3 separate regions of the Mus musculus genome follow, and regions 1 and 3 are each linked to region 2. Evidence: chromatin contacts called from public Hi-C and promoter capture Hi-C data. All regions are on one chromosome and are shown on one strand. Each heading gives the region's core, a stretch centred on a gene start, on an enhancer-like site or on the middle of the called end of the contact. The rest is flanking DNA. Distances are from core to core; before and after follow the strand shown.

The links. Promoter capture Hi-C pulls out the DNA fragments that hold promoters and counts their contacts. A called contact is a pair of places that touch in the nucleus more often than the background predicts.
Region 1: a promoter capture Hi-C map of liver shows a contact between it and region 2, with 4 times the contacts expected there. The contact joins the enhancer-like site here to the promoter of Lppos in region 2. A contact is called at or near these places in 10 of 39 promoter capture datasets (the 3T3-L1 cell line, 3T3-L1-derived adipocytes, the C10 cell line and 5 more), 1 of 15 datasets of contacts at CTCF or cohesin (pro-B cells), 4 of 484 Hi-C or Micro-C datasets (bone marrow-derived macrophages, cerebral cortex, liver and 1 more) and 13 of 115 datasets of contacts at active chromatin or transcription factors (bone marrow-derived macrophages, craniofacial prominence, embryonic forebrain and 6 more).
Region 3: a contact with region 2 is called in a Hi-C map of neural stem cells, with 4 times the contacts expected there. The contact joins the enhancer-like site here to the promoter of Lppos in region 2. A contact is called at or near these places in 9 of 39 promoter capture datasets (the 3T3-L1 cell line, 3T3-L1-derived adipocytes, embryonic stem cells and 5 more), 2 of 15 datasets of contacts at CTCF or cohesin (large pre-B cells and pro-B cells), 3 of 484 Hi-C or Micro-C datasets (cerebellar granule neurons, neural stem cells and olfactory sensory neurons), 6 of 115 datasets of contacts at active chromatin or transcription factors (the NIH/3T3 cell line, embryonic stem cells, forebrain and 3 more) and 1 of 9 other capture datasets (embryonic stem cells).

Annotation. Positions count from the first base shown.
Region 1 is chr16:24,960,364-24,963,063 of GRCm38.p6, reverse strand. The region is part of intron 10 of Lpp (LIM domain containing preferred translocation partner in lipoma); the gene reads right to left. Among named protein-coding and RNA genes, the nearest start is that of Gm52245, 20 kb to the right of the region's middle. Within about 2 kb of position 1,388, at least 40 of the 459 cell types and tissues checked have an H3K27ac peak or open chromatin away from gene starts, as enhancers often do. A contact at or near this core is called in the SN4741 cell line, bone marrow-derived macrophages and liver, where this site is marked.
Region 2 is chr16:24,392,279-24,394,978 of GRCm38.p6, reverse strand. Lppos (LIM domain containing preferred translocation partner in lipoma, opposite strand) reads left to right here and starts at 1,324. Exons shown (of 2, transcript NR_037954.1): 1 at 1,324-1,625; 2 at 1,872-2,423. Lpp (LIM domain containing preferred translocation partner in lipoma) reads right to left here and starts at 1,629. Exons shown (of 13, transcript NM_178665.5): 1 at 1,375-1,629.
Region 3 is chr16:25,348,382-25,351,081 of GRCm38.p6, reverse strand. The region is part of intron 3 of Tprg (transformation related protein 63 regulated); the gene reads right to left. Among named protein-coding and RNA genes, the nearest start is that of Tprg, 63 kb to the right of the region's middle. Within about 2 kb of position 1,256, at least 3 of the 459 cell types and tissues checked have an H3K27ac peak or open chromatin away from gene starts, as enhancers often do. A contact at or near this core is called in neural stem cells, where this site is marked.

The DNA.
Region 1 (2,700 bases), core at 139-2,638, 570 kb before region 2:
TTAACTGTGCATGCACAAGACCTCAGATATCTCCAGAGCAGTCAGCAGGGGAGGCAGAATGGAGAATTTCTATGCTACACATCTTAAGGTGATCAGGATTTGAATCTATGACTTCTACACCAAAGGCAAACAAGATTTTCTCTAGTTCACACTTACTGCTAATCAGTAAGTTTCTTCTAGCTCCCTGTAGTGGCCATCCCACAAAATGCCTTGGCTCATCATTAGCATCCTGCCGTCCCAGAACACCTCACAAATATATAATTTGGGGCTTCTTGTCCCTTTTCACATTATTTAGCAGGATGCTGTCACTAGGAAGATGTTTTTTCCCAGTATTACTCTCATTGATGAAGATGTCACATCCAGGACCCTAATGACATCCTTTCGTCTGTGTTCCCTAGCCCCAATCCAATCACTGGGTGCCTTCCGAAGTGCCAAACTTGTGGTGGCAAATGGTTCAAGAAGACCAGATGAACACAAGTGAAAAGCCACTGTTCATTGCTTCTGTGCTGCACCTCTGCCTTTGAGAGCAGAAAATGAATACACAGTGATGGAAAAGGAGGGTCTGGCCTGGACCTCAGACACTGATTCTCATGTCATGCTGTCTAAGGCCCACCTCTCATCATTCTTGCCAGTGGCAGCCTGTATCATTATTTGTTTCTAGGCATTGAAGACTAATACGTTATCAGCCTCTATAACAGCATGCAATCATAACAGGCCTGCAAAAAGTATTTGTTGTATGGAGAAGAAAATGAACTGCATTAAATAAAGTAACATCTTAGGTGTGTTTTAGTCTTAGGATTAATTGTTTTCATCTCAGCAAGAGGGTATCTCTCAAAAAAATGTTAAAACCTCCCCTAAGAGCATAAATGATCTGAAATTATTCATACACACAGTCAGTAGGGCAACACCCTTTTGCTTAACGCCATCTGATTATCAATGGTAATTGACCCATCTAGGGGAACATTCTAAAATGTGAGTTTAAGCAAAGCTCTTTCCAGCTATGTGTATACACAGTAATGACCACCTGTGTGCACATTGCAGATCAGAATTAAACCACCCTGAATCATCCATTAGAATCATGATATGCGAGCAGAGACTAGAAATGTTCTTAGTACCATTCTGCTCACGTGCCTGTTTTCTGAAACCCAGGACTGCGTGGTGCTTATTTTCTTCCTGATGTGTAGATTGCAATTATTTCCTACACTACAGCCATGAGAGGTCTGAGCCAACCACCAGGGTCATGGAAGATTTCTCCTTGTTCATATGCATGTGACAGAGAAGCTTCTTTGAACCAAACTTGATCTCTTTCAAAAGAGTTAGAGTTAAGCCTCTAACTCTTGGGAGTGGCAGTGGGAACAGCCAGAGGGCGGTGAGCTACCTCTGATCCTCTAGAGATCATTTGAGCACATTTGGCAATCACTTGGCTTCTGTTGAAAACAAGTCCTTCTAATTACACTTCTGCCAATGGAAGACAAAAAGGCAGCACTTGGGCTTAGAAAGGTCACGGTGACATGCCAGTGTCAGGGCTGTGATTGTGGTTTCCTATTGAGTACAGGCCCGCTGATGGGAGAGCCACACACCCGGCTGAGGAACCCATTCACGGGAATGGAATCTCAACAGGCTGCAGAGCGATTTGCTGTTCTCCTAAACGGTATCTCGCCTGTAATAATTTTTGACACTAGAAATAAAATACTAACACGTTTTGGTTCTTCTTTCTGTACTCTGCACTACATTTAGATGAGCTAGGTAGGAAAGGCTCAGTGAATGCAGGGTTTCTTCCATGCTACAGGGTTTTCCAACTGCCTCAAAGACAAAGGAGGCAGAACATACAGATGTTTGCTCCTTGCTGCACAGAGTTGTGGACTAACTCCTTTGGTGTCTCTGGAATGCAAATTTTCTTTCACAGTTTAGCAGTCTTTTTTGGATTTCAGCACAGTGAACTAACACTTTCCTGGATTCCAAGACCTCCAGAGAACCAGATGGATGAGAGGAACTGGGAAAAAGAACCCACACTGTTTGAAAAAGGTATGAATTTCTCACTCTGCATTTAGCCAAAAAGCTCTGAAAACTAGAAGAGCGAAATCACTTTTGGTTTGTTCAAATGCATGCCATCCCAGTTGTTGGTGGGGTGTAAGAAAAGAAAAGTCCAAAGTGATTTGGTGGTTTGGAGTCTGTGTTCAGTTTTAGCTGGGAAGCAGATTTTAACAGAGACGGTGTGTTTACTATCAAAGGAAAGAAAGTATAGAGGAGATTGCTCAAGAGATCATTCTGAGTGTCTGTGCTCTGACACGAGGGAAGGCTTTCGAAGGCCAGCTCTAAGTGGACAGTTTGGTCCTTCTGGATCCCTATGGGACCTTCCCTTTGCAGACAGGTATCCCATTCTCCAGTCTTCGCTCAGAAACCAACCCAAACTTCTCTGTGTTCTTGCTCTTCATTAATTGGGACCTCTGCTCTGAGATTTTCCTTTCCAAAGGTCAAGGGCGTACAGCTGTTACCTCTGTTACTGTTTTCTCCATTCTTCTGCCCTTTCACACAGCGGTCCTGTATTCTTTAAGGCAGTGACCTGCATAGAGTGTTACCTCTTTACATGAAATCTACAAAGAGGGATACAGCAAAATGTACTCCATCATCCTTTGTGACACGTGCTGAAGAGCTGGGCTACTGAGACAGACCTAGTCAATGGAGTCTTGTGGCTCTGGA
Region 2 (2,700 bases), core at 75-2,574:
GGGAGAGGTTGACACACTCTACAGTAGCCCTGTACACTTTCCCTCTTCCCCTAAAGCTTGTCTGAAAACTCGCTTGTGCCGGGAATAGTGAAAACAGTGAACCATTAAGTCACTAACATCTTTGAGAAAAAGTTTTACTGCAGAGGCAAGTTTGCAAAGGGAGTGTATAGAAACAGGAGAGTCCCAGAAAGGATCCGCGGAGAGCTCTTGCCAGGCCTTCCTTGTGGGGGAGGGGAAGCAGTGGACCCCCTTCCTAAAGAGAAAGAAGGCCAGAAACAGTTTACACTGCCCTGTCCAAGTACCCAAGCCACAACTCCACTGACACGGTCTCCTGTCATACTCCCACCCCAAGCCACGAACACAATTCCACCCACGCCCACTCCCCACCCTTATTTAGCCTTCTCTGGTCTGCAGCTGCCTCCCTGACACGAAAGGCCTCGCCTTTTTTACTTAAGAAAACTCCCTATCCTTCAAAGGAGTCAATCACAGGCCCCTCTGGGATTTCGGGTCCGGCCATGGAGGCCAAAATAAGAAAAGTCCTTCCGCGAACTCCCATAAAAAAACCTGATCTTTGCGTTCTCTCCAGGATTTGGCCCTTCCTACTTTGAGTCAGGTTAGGCTCCTGCGTTCCAGTGAGCGCTCCCAGAGGGCAAAGTTTGGCCTCTGTAACCTACAGTGCTTAAAAGCAGTGGAGACTCCACAACCGCTTACAAAAAGATAAATTAATTAATAAATTTTTTAAAAAATTTTAAAAAGGCAGCAGGGGAGCAGAGGTCCGGAGCCACCGATCTTAACCTGGCTCCACCTTCCAGGGATGACTTCCAGGAAAGCCTGCCTCTCTTTGCCTCGCCTGCCCTGACTGTAAAATGGGAAGACTCCGAGTCACTGGGTCCCTAGGCCCTTTCCGCGGTGACAACTGGGATTCCACGAAAGCTCGAAGCCACCGGGCGCGGCCCCGCCCCCTGGGCACCCAGAAAGGCCCGGGCCGGGGGCGCGCTGGGGACTCCCGCATCCGCCCCTCCCCCACGGCGTGCACCCCCGCTTCCCGGCCGGGGACCCGCACTTCCGCGGCGGGCGGGGCGGAGCAGGGCGCCCCGCGCTCCCCACCACCCTCAGCGGCCCGTCCCCCGGGGGGTCGGGGGGTCGAGCGGCGCCCGCGGGCCGAGGCTGCGGGAGGAAGCCTTCGCTACGATACCTGGGGGAGGAGGTGGACCGGGCAGCGGCGGCCGCGACGGCTGGAGGCGGAGGCTCGGGCGGAGGAGGAGGTGCCGGGCACTCCCCCTCCCATTGTCCCGGCCCGGCCCGCGGCCCGCAGCGGCCCGCTCCGCCCGGCCCGCGTCCTCCCCGGTGCCCGGCCCCGCTGCCGGCCCTTACCTTGCAGCGGCCGGCTCTCCCCCGCCGCTAACGCTACTTATCCCGGGAAAGCTCGAGCGGGCCCCGGGAGCGAACCCACAGACAAAAAGTGAAACTTCAGCAGCAGGCCGGGAGTGGCTGCTGGTTGGTGCTCTCCCCCTCCTTCCTCCCCACCCCCTCCCCGCGGTCTCCCGTGCGGTGCCCTGAGCGCTGGAGGCTGACGTCAGGGGCCTGAATTCCTGACTTTGCCTGCACGCATTTGTCCATGTAAGGTATGGGGAGGCGTGTGCCCGCGGGCCGCCGCACTAGCCGGACGGGGAGGGGGCGCGGGGGGCAGCGGCGGCTCGAGGTGGGTGACCCTGGGCAATGCACTTCCTGGAGGAGGGGACGCGGGGGGAGGAGGGGGTACAGGGAGCATGGGAAGAGGAAGGAAAAGAGGGATCTGCCTCCACTGGAGGAAGAGGAAGGAGATGCAGGAGGAAGTCGAGAAACCGGCACAACTCGGGTCTGTTCTGCAGACGACAGATTGGAAAGCTGAGCTTGAGCAAAGAGATCCTGCCATGGAACACCCCACCCCCCACCCTAAGAGCCTCGTCGGAGCCCCGCCCAGGACTCCAGCAGGACTCAGAAGTCCGGGATGGTAGAGAGCAACTTCAGTTCCCTTCGCACAGGAGAGCTCCGAAGCTGGGACCTGACCCAGTCCTGCCCCGTGGAGAGGAGCCAGTATTCTACTCTTAGCTGGGTTTCCGCCTCCAGGCACGACCCGGCCTCTAACTGTGAGCTTAGACCCAAGTTAGAGCTAGGCAGATGACTTGACCCACTGAAGTGACTAACCCCAGTTCCTGGAAGGTTGTGGTTGACAAGCCTTGAGAAACAATGGCAATCGAGTGCTTCAGGGCAACTTCCTGTCCTTTGTTCAAAGACAAGAACCTTTGGAGTTTAACTTTTGCTTCCCAACCCTGCCCTGCCGGAAAACCAACCAGAAAGCTTGCTCTGTTCTTACAGCTTAAAAAAAGAAAATACACGAACTGGGTGAACTGGTTTGAATAAAGACAAGCCTGTTCTTGGAAGGTTGGGTTTGGATATTTTGTGTTTGATATTTGTAAAAGTGAGCAACGATGAGAACCCCTTTTACTAGGTTAAGATTCCGGCTAGGAGACACTGGAAGCCCTCTGGCCCTCAGTAGTGAACGCTTTTCATCCCGGCACAAGAGAGGTTTACATAGACACTGTCACAAACTAACCAAAAACACAGATTTGGGTGTGGGTGTGTGGGTGGGGGTGTGGGTGTTTCTATCCTGTATCCTTTGCTTTACCCCAGTCTCCCAAACAACTTCAACCCATGCTA
Region 3 (2,700 bases), core at 7-2,506, 960 kb before region 2:
TCTGAGCACATAACCTGGACCAACAATAGAAGCCAGGAGAGAAGAACAGGATTACTGGGGGTGAGGAACTCTAGGGAAAGGGATAGAAGGACTCAGGTGCTATGAATGGGGAGTGGGAAAACTGGAGGAGGTCTTAACTGGAGAGGAGGGATGGAGGGAGGCTAGCAGAGGATGGAGAGGAGGGAGAGAGGCTAACAGGATGGAGAGGAGGGAGAGAGGCTAACAGGATGGAGAGGAGGGAGGGAGGCTAACACAGAAGACCTGCATGGGCCTCACCAGGTGAGACCCAATATAAAGGGATGAAGAGTCACAGAATGGATGCTGAGGGAGGAAGAAGATCTTAATCCTAAGAAGTCAGCTTAAACACATCCACATACAGACAGCATTAATAGGCTTCCTTCATCCCTGCCCCCTCTGCACACACACACACACACTCACTCACCTGAACAGTTCATTAATTTGAGAGGGAAGGATTGGAGGAACATGTAAGGAGTTGGCGGGGCGGAGAGGGGGGGGGCTGGAAATGATGTAAATATGGTGTGCTCATTTATAAAATCCTCAAATAATTTTCAAATAAAATAAAAATTAAGGCAATTGAATTAATGAGCTAGAGAGACAGCTCAATGGTTAAGAACACTGGTTACTCTTCCAGGGTACCAGGGTTCAGTTCCCAGTAACCTAACCGTATGGCAGCTCACACCTGTCTTTAACTCCAATTCGGGGGGATCTGACACCCTCACAAAGATATACATGCAGGCAAAACATCAATGCATATTAATTACTAATAAATGTTGAATTCAAAGATAGAAAACACAAACTATCCTTCAAGTTCCCAGTTGATATGCTGCCTGTTGCATGGACCCTTGTCCCCAAGTGGATGTCATTTCATCACAAACACTGTCTTCAGTACCTCTCCTATGGCCATAGTCATAATTGTCTCTGGTTGACAGTTTATTTATATGCTGATCCAATTGCTCACCTTGTGTATTGAGTAGTCTTTCCTCTATTGCAGAATCAACACCTCATTTATTCCTGGGTCTCTGTACTGAACCCAGCAAGGTCTCAACAAACACAAACAACAGAAACACGTGACCTATCTCCCTTTGACACATAACCCTCCCGGGGCATTACTTCCTGTTTGCCACTGTTCCTCAGCACCAGTATCCCCTTCATCTCTGGCTGGTTGAAAGGAGCCTCCAGGACCAGTTTAAGAGACCATCTGAGATCTCCAGCTCCAGCTTCCTGAGATGAAGAGATTCACCAGCAGAGGGCAACAGCGAACTAGCAATGACAGGCCATATTAATCCTGCAAGTTTCCAGGGCAGTTATCCAGTGACTCAGGTCATCCCAGGTACCCCTCCTGCAGCCCAGACCTGTGCCCAGTGATACTTGAGTCTCTGATTTGGTCTTTTGAGACTAGGAAATCAATTTGTTGTTTGTAAATGATCTTCTGAAGAAAATTTTCTTCTAATGGTCTCTCTCTTTTTCTCTCTCTCCCTCCCTGCATGTATGTATGTGTGTGTATATGTATGTGTGTGAATATATGTATACGTGCACACGTGTGCATATGTGTACAGAGAAAGAGATGGGGTATATCTATAACTTAATACAGGCATTTCTCTATGTACCCTGATGCTTAATAAAGTTATTATCTGTGATCTACAAGTCAAATCAAGTATGTCGCCCAAGCCCTTGAAGAGAAGAGGAAGACAGCATCCTGGCTAGCCCAGAGTCAGCAACCTAGAGAGGAAACACTGCATCGTTCATTCCTCACACATTCCTTGAGCATCCACTAGGCTCTGGAGCCTGAAGAGCATCCAATTTGGGTTTGCTGTTCAAACACAAACAGATGAAAACTGCATGGCACTGGAGCAAAGCATATGCACCCTGAGTTAAGTGGAGTCTTGCGAAATGTTTAGCTACATCACCCACATACATTTCTTTCAGTCATTTGGTTAGTTTTTTCCCTAAGCCACTCCAGTTTGTTTAAAATGGGAGACCCTCAAAAGAAACACGGTTTCTAATAAAAATCCAATACCACAAACCTTCCCTGTTCCCAGGTCTCTAACCCTGGCTGCTTGTGATTCCCCCCTGTGTTTCTCCACTACCCTGTGCCATCAGTCACACACTGGGCTCTGGGCTCCTCATGAGGAATCCTGAGAAGATCTTCCTGCCCCGACACACACAGCTCTGTACTATGAGAAGGAACACATACAAGGAAGAACAGCATGGCACCCAGTGGTATGATGTGACCAGAGAAAGGTAACTCAGAGCCACAGAAGTAAACTGTGGTCTAACGATTCCTTACCCACTGCCCACAGGGCTAAGGAAAAGAGTCCCTGGCACCTCTTCCATGCCCTGGCAGAAGCTTCTCCTAACACGTGTCATTTTCTACAGTCTGGTAAGAACCCTAGTGCTGGGAAATCACAAGCTGAAAAATCTGGATGACATTTTCTAAGGTGAAAAGAAGAAAAACTTAGGAGAATTTATTTCCTGAGTGGTTTTTTTTTTTAATATGCACCTACCATTGGGCAGGTGGAGTATGCCCACAAGAGACAGATAGGAAGGGAATGGAACATAGCACAGTTAATACATTGCTCTCTTTGCAAGCACAAGCACCTAAGTTCAAGTCCCAAAACCCAGAACAAATGCTTTGTGTGCGGACATGTGCTCGTAATCCCACCACTAGGTAAAGACAGG